2 separate regions of the Mus musculus genome follow, and region 1 is linked to region 2. Evidence: chromatin contacts called from public HiChIP or PLAC-seq data. All regions are on one chromosome and are shown on one strand. Each heading gives the region's core, a stretch centred on a gene start, on an enhancer-like site or on the middle of the called end of the contact. The rest is flanking DNA. Distances are from core to core; before and after follow the strand shown.

Region 1 (5,746 bases), core at 2,103-4,602, 120 kb after region 2:
TCAGAACATTTGAAAGATTATATTTATGTGTGTCCTTTCCTTTAGTTCCAGAAATAGGAATGGAAACCCTGTGTTGCCCCTTCCCCTTCCTTCCAGATCTGCTTGCTTCCATGAATACCGATGTGGTCATGTGCTGAAATGTGGATATCTAAGATTAAAATAGCCTGGAGTGCTGGGGCAGGGCATGGAGGAGCCCTATCCCAGCAGTCAGTCAGTCTCTCTCCCTCTCCCTCTCCCTCTCCCTCTCCCTGTCCCTGTCCCTGTCCCTGTCCCTGTCCCTGTTCCTGTCCCTCTCCCTCTCCCTCTCCCTCTCCCTCTCCCTCTCCCTCTCCCTCTCCCTCTCCCTCTCCCTCTCCCTCTCCCCCTCCCCCTCCTCCTCCCCCTCTTCCTCCCCCTTCCCCTCCCTCTCCCTCTTCCTCCCCCTCCCCCTCCCTCTCCCCTCCCCCTCTCCCTCCCCCCCCTCCCTCTCCCTCTTCCTCCCCCTCCCCTTCCCTCTCCCTCTTCCTCCCCCTCCCTTCCCTCTCCCTCTTCCTCCCCCTCCCCTCCCCCTCCCCTCCCCCTCCCCTCCTCCTCCCTCTCCCTCTCCCTCTTCCTCCCTCTTTTTCTTCCTCTTCCTCTTCCTCTCCCTCCCCCTCCCCCTCCCCCTCTCCCTCTTCCTCTTCTTCCCCCTGCCCCCGTGTGTGCACATGTTTATTGTTGTAACCTAATCAAATCCATCCTAAGTGCTATGTGACTACATGGTTTTTTTTTTTTTTTTTTTTTTTTTTTTTTTTTTTTGACAAATGTCTTCCAGCCGTTATTTGTGACTAACTGGCATCCATATGTCTCCCTAAACAGAACTTCTAGAAGTGCAGTGTCCCACGCTATCCCTCTGCAGTGTTCTCAGTTTCAATAATTACCATGCATTTAGTTACTCAGTCAGATCCCAAAGCAAGGAGCAATTATCTTAATTCCACTTCTTCCTCAACACTAAGCCTGATCCGTGAGAGCTTCTAAATGTGTCTCTCATACATCCCGAACCTTTACAATCAGCTTCTTCCTGGTCCTGCCTTCAGACGCCCAGATAGCAAAGGAATTCTAGCCCCTACCCCCTTGCCATCTAGTTTCTACTGAGAACTAAAATGGTAGGTTCTCTTGTAGCCTTTGGAGAAAGTGCCCTGCACATAAAAATAAACCAACCTGCACTTCTCAGAAAACCCTTTTTAGAAATGTAAATCTGGCGGGGTTTGATGACCCCACCACTCCGAAGGATCTCGAGTTCAAGGCCAGCCTGGTCTATAGAGTGAATGCCAAGGCTACACCGAGAAACCCTGTTGCAAAAACAAACAAACAAACAAACAACCATAAACAGACAAACAAGCAGGATAGCTGATTATATTTTTTTCTGTTTAAAATGCTCCCTATAGCTGGGTGTGGTGGTGTTCAATTTTAATCCCAGCACTCAGGAGGCAGAGGCTGGTGGATCTCTGAGTTCAAGACCAGCCTAGTCTACAGAGTGAGTTCCAAGACAGCCAGGGCTACACAGAGAAACCCTGTCTTGAAAAGTATGCTTTTAGATGTTGTAGGCCATACTCTGGCAACCTTCTTGACTTCCTTGTCTCTTGCTACACTCGGGTTCGAGACAATACCCCCTGCAGCAAACTGCATTATGTCATGCCTTCAAAGTCCATGCTGGTGGTTCTGCTTAAAACCTGCCCGGGGCTGTGTGTGCTGATTCTCCCTGTTAGTCTCTCCTCTGATACTTTGTATCTCTGCCAAATATCTCCCATCTAAGGCACTTCCACAGTAACTAGTCTGACCTGCAGGGCCTTGGCTTCTGCAGCCACAGGTATAAATAGTTGAATTTTTTGCATTGCATGGTAGTATCATTGATAGCAATTAATTTATTATATTATCTCAAGGGGAATATTTTTGTTTTGTTTCTTTACAGTGCTGGAAATTGAACCCAGGGCCTTGTATATGCAAAGCATTGACTACTGAGCTAAGCCCCAGCCTGTCCAGGGAGGAAAGTGAATGTTTTCTACAGGAAGAAACACCATTTGCCATGATCTGATCAATATGTTGTTTACATATATTAAAATATACAGTACCTTGTAAACATGTACAATTATGTCAATTAAAAAGCCTTAATGTTTGAAAAAAGTTGTATATGTATTCAACCCACAGACTTATCAGTTTTCCTTAAAAATGCAGTGTAATTAATCTCACAACCTGTCCACTGTGTTGGGTACTGTCATTAATACAGAGACGATGTAAAGTCCAGGCTGCGGGGCGTGGCGGTGCACACCTGTAGTTCCTAGGCCGATCTCTGTGGATACGGAAGGATGATTGCTTTTCTTAGTATGTTTGCTTCTCTGTTAATCATTTCCCACATTAAAGTATAAATTTCATTAGAACGGAGAGTGTATCTGTTTTGTTTACGGTTCCGCAGATGCCCAGTCCATAGCCTCTGTGCCAGTTATAAAACAGGTACCAGGTAAAGGATTGCTGAATATGTGACTGAGGAGGAGCTGACGGAGGGCCTAGTGCCTCAGCTTAAGGGTCCGGAAGCTGACGAAGCAAAGGACGTGGATCTCCACATCTCTCCTAGTAGCCCTTTAGCTTCCTGGGATGAGGAGACTAGCAGTCTGGATAGGCCAGTCACCCAGTGTGGAGGAGAGCTGAGGCACCACACTCCCCAAGTTCCAAGCGCTTTAATTCCTTGGGAGGAGGTGGCAGAAACATAGAGCCCTCATTTACTAAAGCTTGTTCTTTTGCCACAGACATTTAATAACTGGTTTAAACAAAAATATTAAGCAATCTCTTCTTTGTTTTAGAGACTGAATGTTCCTTTTTTTATGAGCAAGTAAAACCACAAAAGTCAGTAAATTCCAAGTGCACACATATTTATAAGGGAAGAGTAACTATGATTTAACTCAGTATCTACTCTCTCTCCCATGTTTTTAAATAGCACATATTTCTTTCTCTTGATTATTAGAGTAAGACTTCATATAATTATATACAATACTAAATCCTGAAAGAATAAACTATGGAAACAATCACATCAATGGGACTGGCTTTTATTTCTAAATCACAAAAGCTACTATGTCTTCTTTCATCTCTTACTCTCTCCTTGGGAGAAAAAAAAAAGAAACAAAAACAAAAGCTTCATTCATCTCTACTTTAATTTCCTCTGAATCTATTTCTAGGTACCTAGGTCAGCTGATTGGATTAGCCAGGTAATGTAAGCCACCACTTTGCCTTTATCTCTTACCAGATGAGATTAAAATCCAAGCTCCTTAATGCAGTGTGTGAGGCCCTTCATTATCTGGCTCCTGTCCACCTTCCAGCCTTTCTCACCACTTCCTTCCCTGAGTCAGCGGAGAGCTTACAGACAAAGGCCGTGGACTCACAGAAGTCCTGACTGTGTCCAGACCTTTCCTACTCTAACCAGAAATGTGGGAGTGCCACATGCTACCAGAGGTGTTGAGATCCGCTCCAGGATTCTCAGTCTTGTTCATCAAAGAACACAAGAACTGACTCGGGGAAAGCTTGAGGACAGTTTGACTAGAGTTTAAAAAGAAAAAAACCTGAGGCCGGCAAGCTTAAACCTCAGTGGCTGTCTAGAGGAGGAAAGAGAGAAAACTATGCAATGTGAATTAGTAATGAGGTAATTAGTAATGAGTCAGTAATGCAGGTCAAGCTACATGGCAGTCAGAAGACACCTGATGAAAGATGGGGGGGATCTTCAGAGAAAAGGGAAGGAAGCCTACAGTGTCATGCTCAGGAAAAGAAAAAGAAGAAGAGCTACACGTCCCAGAATAAGTGTTAGAAAGCAGATATGCTTGACAAGGCCATGGCTCCATAAGCAATATACTAGGTACAGAATTTCTGTGAAAGAAAAGTAACTATCTCAAAAACATACAAACAAACAAAAACACTAGCTCATTAAAAGGATTATTATTCCTCCCATGTCTCTAGCTTTCAAACTAGGTGGATCCATCTTCCCAAGGGATAGTCCCTTCAAACAGTGGTTGACTAGTCCATCTGGATTCACCTTTATATTTGGGGTAGCTTGGAATGTAGGAGCACCCCACACTCAACTCCAGGTAACCTTCCATGATTTATACTCCTAACACCTCACACAATCAGGGCTACTTGCAATCAAGTGCAGAATGCAGAGAGGATCAGGAGGAAGGGAAGAAAATCTCAGGTGAGGGCTCACTAATCTTCCCTACCCGCCTCTATGTGAAAGGATCAACAGGCAACACCCAACCCCCAGTGGTTACAAGTGGTCAAGCTGTCCTAACAAAGACTGCTCTTATGGTGAAGACGTTCAACAACAAAGGCCAGCCTCACTGGTCACCTACAACAAAGGCCAGCCTCACTGGTCACCTACAACAAAGGCTAGCCTCATGGTTAGGCTGGTTGGCTAACGATTCATAATATTCTTTCACATCTAAAGAGCCCTGTAGATGTCCTGCCTTGTGGTCTAGAGCTTCTTATGCATGGGATGGTACTAGGTAGAAATGAAGCAGCAGAAGAAAGGTGTTTTCTCCGAGGAGACTCCCTGAAGGTCAATGCAAACAAGACTAAGTGTTCATGATAACTGAAGTTTAATATCATGTGTGACCTTTCAACTCCCAAAGTCCTTGTTCAGCCAGAAGTCTAAGGGTGATGTAACGCAGCAAGGGTTACCTGACTCTAGAGTATCTTTTCAAAGGGACTGCACTGGTCTCCTTTCTGATGCTGTGATAAAACAGACGGAAAACCCCTTGGGGAGAAAAGGGACTATTTTGTTTGTACTTCCATTTAACAGTCTATCAGCCAGGACAGGAGCACAGGGACCCTGGAGGCATGAAGGACTGTTGCTTGTTTGTTTCCAGGCTACCTTTCTTGTACCTCCAAGGACCACCTGCCTAGGAATGTCACCACCCACAACAATCAATAATTTTTTTTTTTTAAAGCACATAGCCCATCTGGTGGAGGCGTTTCCTCAACTGAGTTCCCCATCAATTCCTTCCAGGTCACTCTAGTTTGTGTCAAGTTGACAAAAAGCAGCCATTAAGGGATTGATCCTCAGATGGAGTCTTGTGCTTGTGGGATAATTAAACTTGATGTTGGTGGTTGTATCTGTACATGAGATAAGATTGTGTAGAGCTGTATGGACACATGAACATGTAATTGCAGCTATGATGAAATGTGAATGAGCTTGGTACTCTGTATTAGTGCCAATGTACTATAGTTATAGTTATAGCTCACATCTGGGGAGACTAGATGATGGGTGCTTGAGAACCTTACTGTTTCTTCAAAAATTCCTGTGAAAGCATGATCATTTCAATATAAATGTTTTACATGAAGGTAAAAGAAGCTCAGAGTATCAGAACAGTTCATCTTCAACAATACATTGTGACTGGTTTTAAACTACAAGATCTTATACAGAAACAGTAAGGTCAACAGTACTGTTTTTTTGGTTTTTCGAGACAGGGTTTCTCTGTGTAGCCCTGGCTGTCCGGCAACTCACTTTGTAGACCAGGCTGGCCTCGAACTCAGAAATCTGCCTGCCTCTGCCTCCTGACTGCTGGGATTAAAGGCGTGTGCCACCATCGCCCAGCTCAACAGTACTCTTGAAGAGATGGATAAAACAGGTTACCTCAGTTGCTACAGAGGCTGAGGTCTTCAGTTACTACAACAGGAGGAATGCTCTCTTAGCTTAGCATCAAAGCCAGTCTCTAGCCCTTTTCTTGAAAAGCCAGATAAGCAAGCA
Region 2 (5,244 bases), core at 1,515-4,014:
ACACAACTAAACTCTTAGCTAGGATTCTATCTTCACAGTTATATGAGCATTGTGCTACACTACAGAGACAAAACTTTTCTTTAAAAAAGATGTATGTATGTATGTATGTATGTATGTATGTATGTATGTATGTATATGAGTACACTGTTGCTATCTTCAGACACACCAGAATAGGGCACCGGATCCCGTTATAGGTGGTTGTGAGCCACCATGTGGTTTCTGGGAATTGAACTCAGGACCTCTGGAAGAGCAGTCAGTGCTCTTAACCTCTGAGTCATCTCTCCAGTCCCAAGAGACAAACTTTTAAAAGTAGATATCCTTTTAGAATCCAAACCCATAGGAGAAGAGAGTGCCATATAAGATGTTTTGGTAGATGTCACGAAGCCTTGTGAAGGTATGGTGCCCTGCTGGTGAATGCAGAGCTGGTGGTCTGATGGAGTCTTTAGAAACAGCAAGGAAGTTTTCAGCCATGTTAAGTTCTCTGGCTCTTTGGTTCCAAGAAACCATGAGAATAGATCCCGTGTAGTGAAAGCAACACTAGTCAGGTCCTGGAGCAGCCACAGCCACGAATACTGCTGCCTGTGGCGCAAGGGAGAAAGGACAAAGGAGAAAGTACATCTCTGCCTTCACGGAGGTTAGGAAGAAAGAACTAAATAATTCACTTAGACCAGCTTCTCCTTCTAACTCAACTCCAGTCTCCTACATTTCCCACTATCCCTGCCCACAGAACAAACCACCACAGCATTCACTGTAAAACTGTCCCAGTTCCCTAATTCAAGAGGAGCTGATGTCTGGAGGTACCAGATTGATAAGCACAGGCCTAGGATGGGCACCCCACCAACCCAATGACATACTTCAGTGGACACCTCTGCCTCTGCCCACCAGGCCTTTTGCCACATTGCTGATGGTCAGAACAGCCTATGACAGATAATAGCACTGCAGTAAGTGTGGGTGATTCTTATCAGCTCTGGGCAGCAAGGGTGCCTGTGGTGAGGTTGTGTTGGGGTAGGGCGATTAAGCCTCTTGGAAATGAATTCATTTGTGAGCTCTCATAGAAGCTTACAATGAAAATACTTTGGGTAGCTACATTACTATATCTTTCTCCCAAGGTTGACACTCTTAAGAATTTTAAAGGATTTTAAGACACTGAGTAGAGTTCTTCGTGCCTTCATCTCTTGGACTACTCAGCCAATAAAGCTAGCTGAGCTTTCACAATGCAACACCAACGAATCACCTGGTTCCTATGTAGATAACCACATTCACTGGAAAAATATCAGAGGGGCAGCTCTAAAAGCCAACCACAAGCATGGGTAGACAGACGTGTGCATTGTAATCCATGCCTCTCATCCTTTGGGTGGAGGACAGAGTGGGCTTATGGCAATCTCTGTCCTGTCAACACACAGTTCAATGACCCTGGGAGAACTCAGCTGATGGCATATTTATACAGTCGCAGTTTAGTAGACACTGTCACAGCCACATGACCAGAGTCTCCCTACCCCGACCTTTTTTTTTTTTTTCTTTTTCTTTCTTTCTTTTTCTGTCCCACCAGCATAAGAGTCATCGTTTCACTTTGAAACACTTTGGTTGAGCCTGAGCAACGTGCACTGGAGCCATTTAGAGATGAGGTAGTCTCTGAACATCTGTTCATATTGTGAAATTATTATTTTTTAAAAAATGTTTATTTGGGGCTGTATGATGGCTCATTCATTAAAGTGGACAAACATAAGGAAGGGCCTTAATTTATATCTAAGGCACCCACGTTAATTGCTGGTTGTGGGAGCCCTTGCCTACAATATCAACACTGGGAGGTGGAAACAGGAGGGCTTGCTGGCCCAGTGTTTATTTGGGGACTGGTCTAGTAAACCACACTGGTGAACCTACAAAACATCATGCTAAAAAAAATAGTAAGGCAGACCCAAAATACCAGTCCGTATGGCCCCAGCTCCTCAGAGCGGTCCCGTTTCTGGAAACTCAAAGTCACATGGCGATTATCAGCAGCTGATGGCGGGGAAGGGAAGACCGAGAGGCATTGTTTCATGAGTGGTTTGTGCTGGCCACAATGGAAATGCTATGGACAGTGTTCATAGCAATGGAGAGCTACTTAGTGTCTCTGCAAGGGCACACTCAGAATCAGGGAATATGGGAAAACCTTCCATATATAATATAAACAAAATAGAATTGAATTTCAGGAATAAAGGGTCTTATCCACTGACTTTTTTTTCTGACTTTTTTTCTATAAACCAAGTTTTTTTTTTATTTGTTTGTTTGTATTTGCTCTTTCCTGTCTCTAGAATTTGCTCAGCTGTCACTTAGCGTAATTAGCTTCTTCTTGACATTCAGCAGAAGTTTCTCCATCTTCTACTTGTATCCTTTTGCCATACTCACCTATTTATCCTCCACCTGTCTCTATCATGTAAGCTTCCAGGGAAGTTTCATCCTTGATCTGATCTTACTAAGTTGGTACCCCAAAGCATCAGTTAGAAGAACACATGTATGAATCCACTAATGACTCCAAAACTGTAAGCAGAACATATTTAACATCAGGGCCACAGACTCGGGGGTGGGGGTGGAGGAGTGGGCTGCATCTCTGTTATCTTGAGGTGCATCCTTAGACTCTTTCCTCCTCAACATCTTCCCCCTCCCATTCTTTGAAGCCTTAGTTCCAGTTTAACATCAATTAAATGAGTAATAGCTGAATCTCTGAGCGTAAACCTCACCCCACGTCAAAGTCCATTGGATCCACACCTGTTCCACTGCCCTGCCCACATTGGAGAGGTCAGGCAGAAGTTGGAGGGAAGTGACTGAAAGGTGACAAAGTTACATATTCCATTTCCTTGGAGGTGACTTCCGATGGGAATGTCCTTCCACATGAGGACTTCTTGTTAGTCATCAACTGGAATAAGGCTCAATTCTGGGATAAGCTTAGGGTGGAAATCTCAGGGAGGAAAGACTGGGATCCAACTGAACTGTCCTTAGTGCAGCATCTTTCCAGGCTCAGTGATGTTCAATATGAGCATGGTCACATCCTCCAGGGCAACATCTCGCCAAGCATGGAGTGTCATGGTCTGGGGACTATCTGTGGAAGGCCTGAGGGTCACATAGACCTGTGAGTGAGAAGCACTTTTATCAGGTCAGTCCAGGTTTAGCTTTACATGGAAACAGAATAAAGTTGTATTTATCTACAGTAATGCAATGCGAGGGGTTATAGAAGTCAGATGGTTATAATCCACAGGCATTGTGGGCAAGGTTGAAGACAGATCTGCCCTACAGGACAGCAGTGTGCAGGTGAACGAGGAGCAGCATGCATTCCTGATAATATTCATTTCACTTCAACTGTTCACTCACTTCTTTAACTACAGAAAACAACTCCTCTCTAGCCAGCCAGAATGCAGATGCAGGTTTATCAGTGCACGAGGCGTCAGGAAAACATAAATTTAAATTTAATTCTTAGAAAAAAAATCACCCAAGGTACAGACTAGAGGAAGGATCAGGCAACAAAACCTTTAATATTATTCTTCAGCCTATAGAAATGGCCCGAGAGGAAAGAAAAAAATACAGGTTTCAAATACTGGTTTGGTTCCGATGTGAGATTACTTCATGAGTTTGTGTCGCCAGCCTGCCCTTCCCAGAGCCAGCACCTTACTTCTTTCCCCCTCTTGTTTGTCTGTGAGCAGTTGCTGTGACGATCTAGAAGATGCAACTCCTGCTTGGCTACCAAGGTCACAGCGAAAGGCAACCTAATGTGTTGTCTGCTGTTAATGAGTGTCGTTCATACTCCTGGAGTCTCCTCTCATTTGGGCAGCTAGGGATTGGCATTCTCTAACAGTGGCTGTCCAAGACGTCTCACACATAACACCAATGGAATGTCCCACAATTTGTTTCACACTGTTAAGCACGTAGCATAAGGTTGTACAGAGAGAGAGCTGTGTGGAGAGAGAGAGGTGTGTGCAGAAACGCTACCAACAAGAGAATAAATATGTCTCAGCCTGAGGCATGACAGGATACTTCATGACCGTTGTTTCTGTCTTCCTAAGGGAAGAGGGACAGGAAACAAATTAACTCACATTAAGTTTTGCATAGCTTAAGTGACCAATTACTTTGCCTTTCAATCATTATTTTTTAGTGAATATGTCAAGTGTTTCTATGATTGGATTAGATTGGAAATATAATACAATTTCCCTTATTCGAACATTTTTTCTAGTAAAAGTTGTTGAGCAGAAGACTAATTAATTATGGGTATTTAACCACTTTCCCTCACATCATGTCTTACCATGTAGCCCAGGCTGGCCTTTAGTTTCAACCTTCCTGCTTCTGTCTTTGAAGTGCTGGAATTACAGCTGTACACCACCATGCCTATCTTCCATTCTTGTCTTTTGATTACTACATAGATAGATATAGGAGTGTATATGTGAGTCTGTGTGAGTGTGTGCGTGTGAGTGTGCGTGTGTGTGTGTGTGTGTGTGTGTGTGTGTGTGTGTTGTGAGGGTGTGTATGAGTGTGTATGTGTGAGTGTGTGTGTAACTTTACAAATGGACAGAAGTGATTGAAGTTAGATTATGTGGAGTTGTTAAAAAGGGCCCAATTAAATTGAAGACAGGAAAAAAAGAGTGGGTTAGAAAGACAAGAAGACACACCCTACTGAGGCTGGCTATAAAGATGAAAGGGGCCACAAACCAAGAAATGTAGGGGCTTCTAGAAGCTGGAAAATGCAGGAAAAAATGGATGTGCCCTGAGACTCCAAGAAGGAACATAGCTCTTTCAGGACCAACCTGTTGGATCAAGTACGGCCAGGTATGTCAAACTCTGACATGCAAAAACTGTAAGACCACACATGCACCCTGCTTTCAGCAGCTGAGTTTGTGTAATCTGCACATTGGAGATAGAGAACGTGTCAGGGAAGCAGCACAGGCCTCCAATTCCAGCCCCCAGGCTTGTGGCAATCACTGCAAGTCCTACCTCATTGTATCCTGAACCAGCTCTCCAGAACATGTAAAAGGTGACCAAACCTAACCCGACCCCATGACCCTTTTAGAGTTGGCAGGAGTGAGACCTATGTTCAAATCCCCTGACTCCCAAGCCCATCTGTGCACACCCTGTAGCTTTGTTTGCTCACTATTGAAGACATCAGAACAGATGCTAGTACCTTCAAGGTCATAACCTGGCCAAGATTGTCTGGGGTTGGCCAAAGGGAGAAGTAGAAGATTTTGTATCACCCCACTTGTTCTCAAGTTATGGCCAATTTAT

What was found. HiChIP or PLAC-seq counts read pairs in DNA pulled down with a chosen protein or histone mark.
Region 1: an H3K4me3 HiChIP or PLAC-seq map of intestinal villus epithelium shows a contact between it and region 2, with 5 read pairs. The contact joins two enhancer-like sites. A contact is called at or near these places in 5 of 39 promoter capture datasets (the 3T3-L1 cell line, 3T3-L1-derived adipocytes, second pharyngeal arch cranial neural crest and 2 more), 2 of 484 Hi-C or Micro-C datasets (immediate neuronal precursor and liver), 3 of 115 datasets of contacts at active chromatin or transcription factors (bone marrow-derived macrophages, embryonic stem cells and intestinal villus epithelium) and 3 of 9 other capture datasets (adipose tissue, liver and pancreatic islet).

The regions. Positions count from the first base shown.
Region 1 is chr12:31,510,574-31,516,319 of GRCm38.p6, forward strand. Gm40362 (a long non-coding RNA gene) reads left to right here. Exons shown (of 2, transcript XR_872643.3): 2 at 1,931-2,396. Among named protein-coding and RNA genes, the nearest start is that of Gm40362, 14 kb to the left of the region's middle. Within about 2 kb of position 3,353, at least 36 of the 459 cell types and tissues checked have an H3K27ac peak or open chromatin away from gene starts, as enhancers often do. A contact at or near this core is called in intestinal villus epithelium, where this site is marked.
Region 2 is chr12:31,395,162-31,400,405 of GRCm38.p6, forward strand. No RefSeq gene overlaps it. Among named protein-coding and RNA genes, the nearest start is that of Slc26a3, 40 kb to the right of the region's middle. Within about 2 kb of position 2,765, at least 9 of the 459 cell types and tissues checked have an H3K27ac peak or open chromatin away from gene starts, as enhancers often do. A contact at or near this core is called in intestinal villus epithelium, where this site is marked.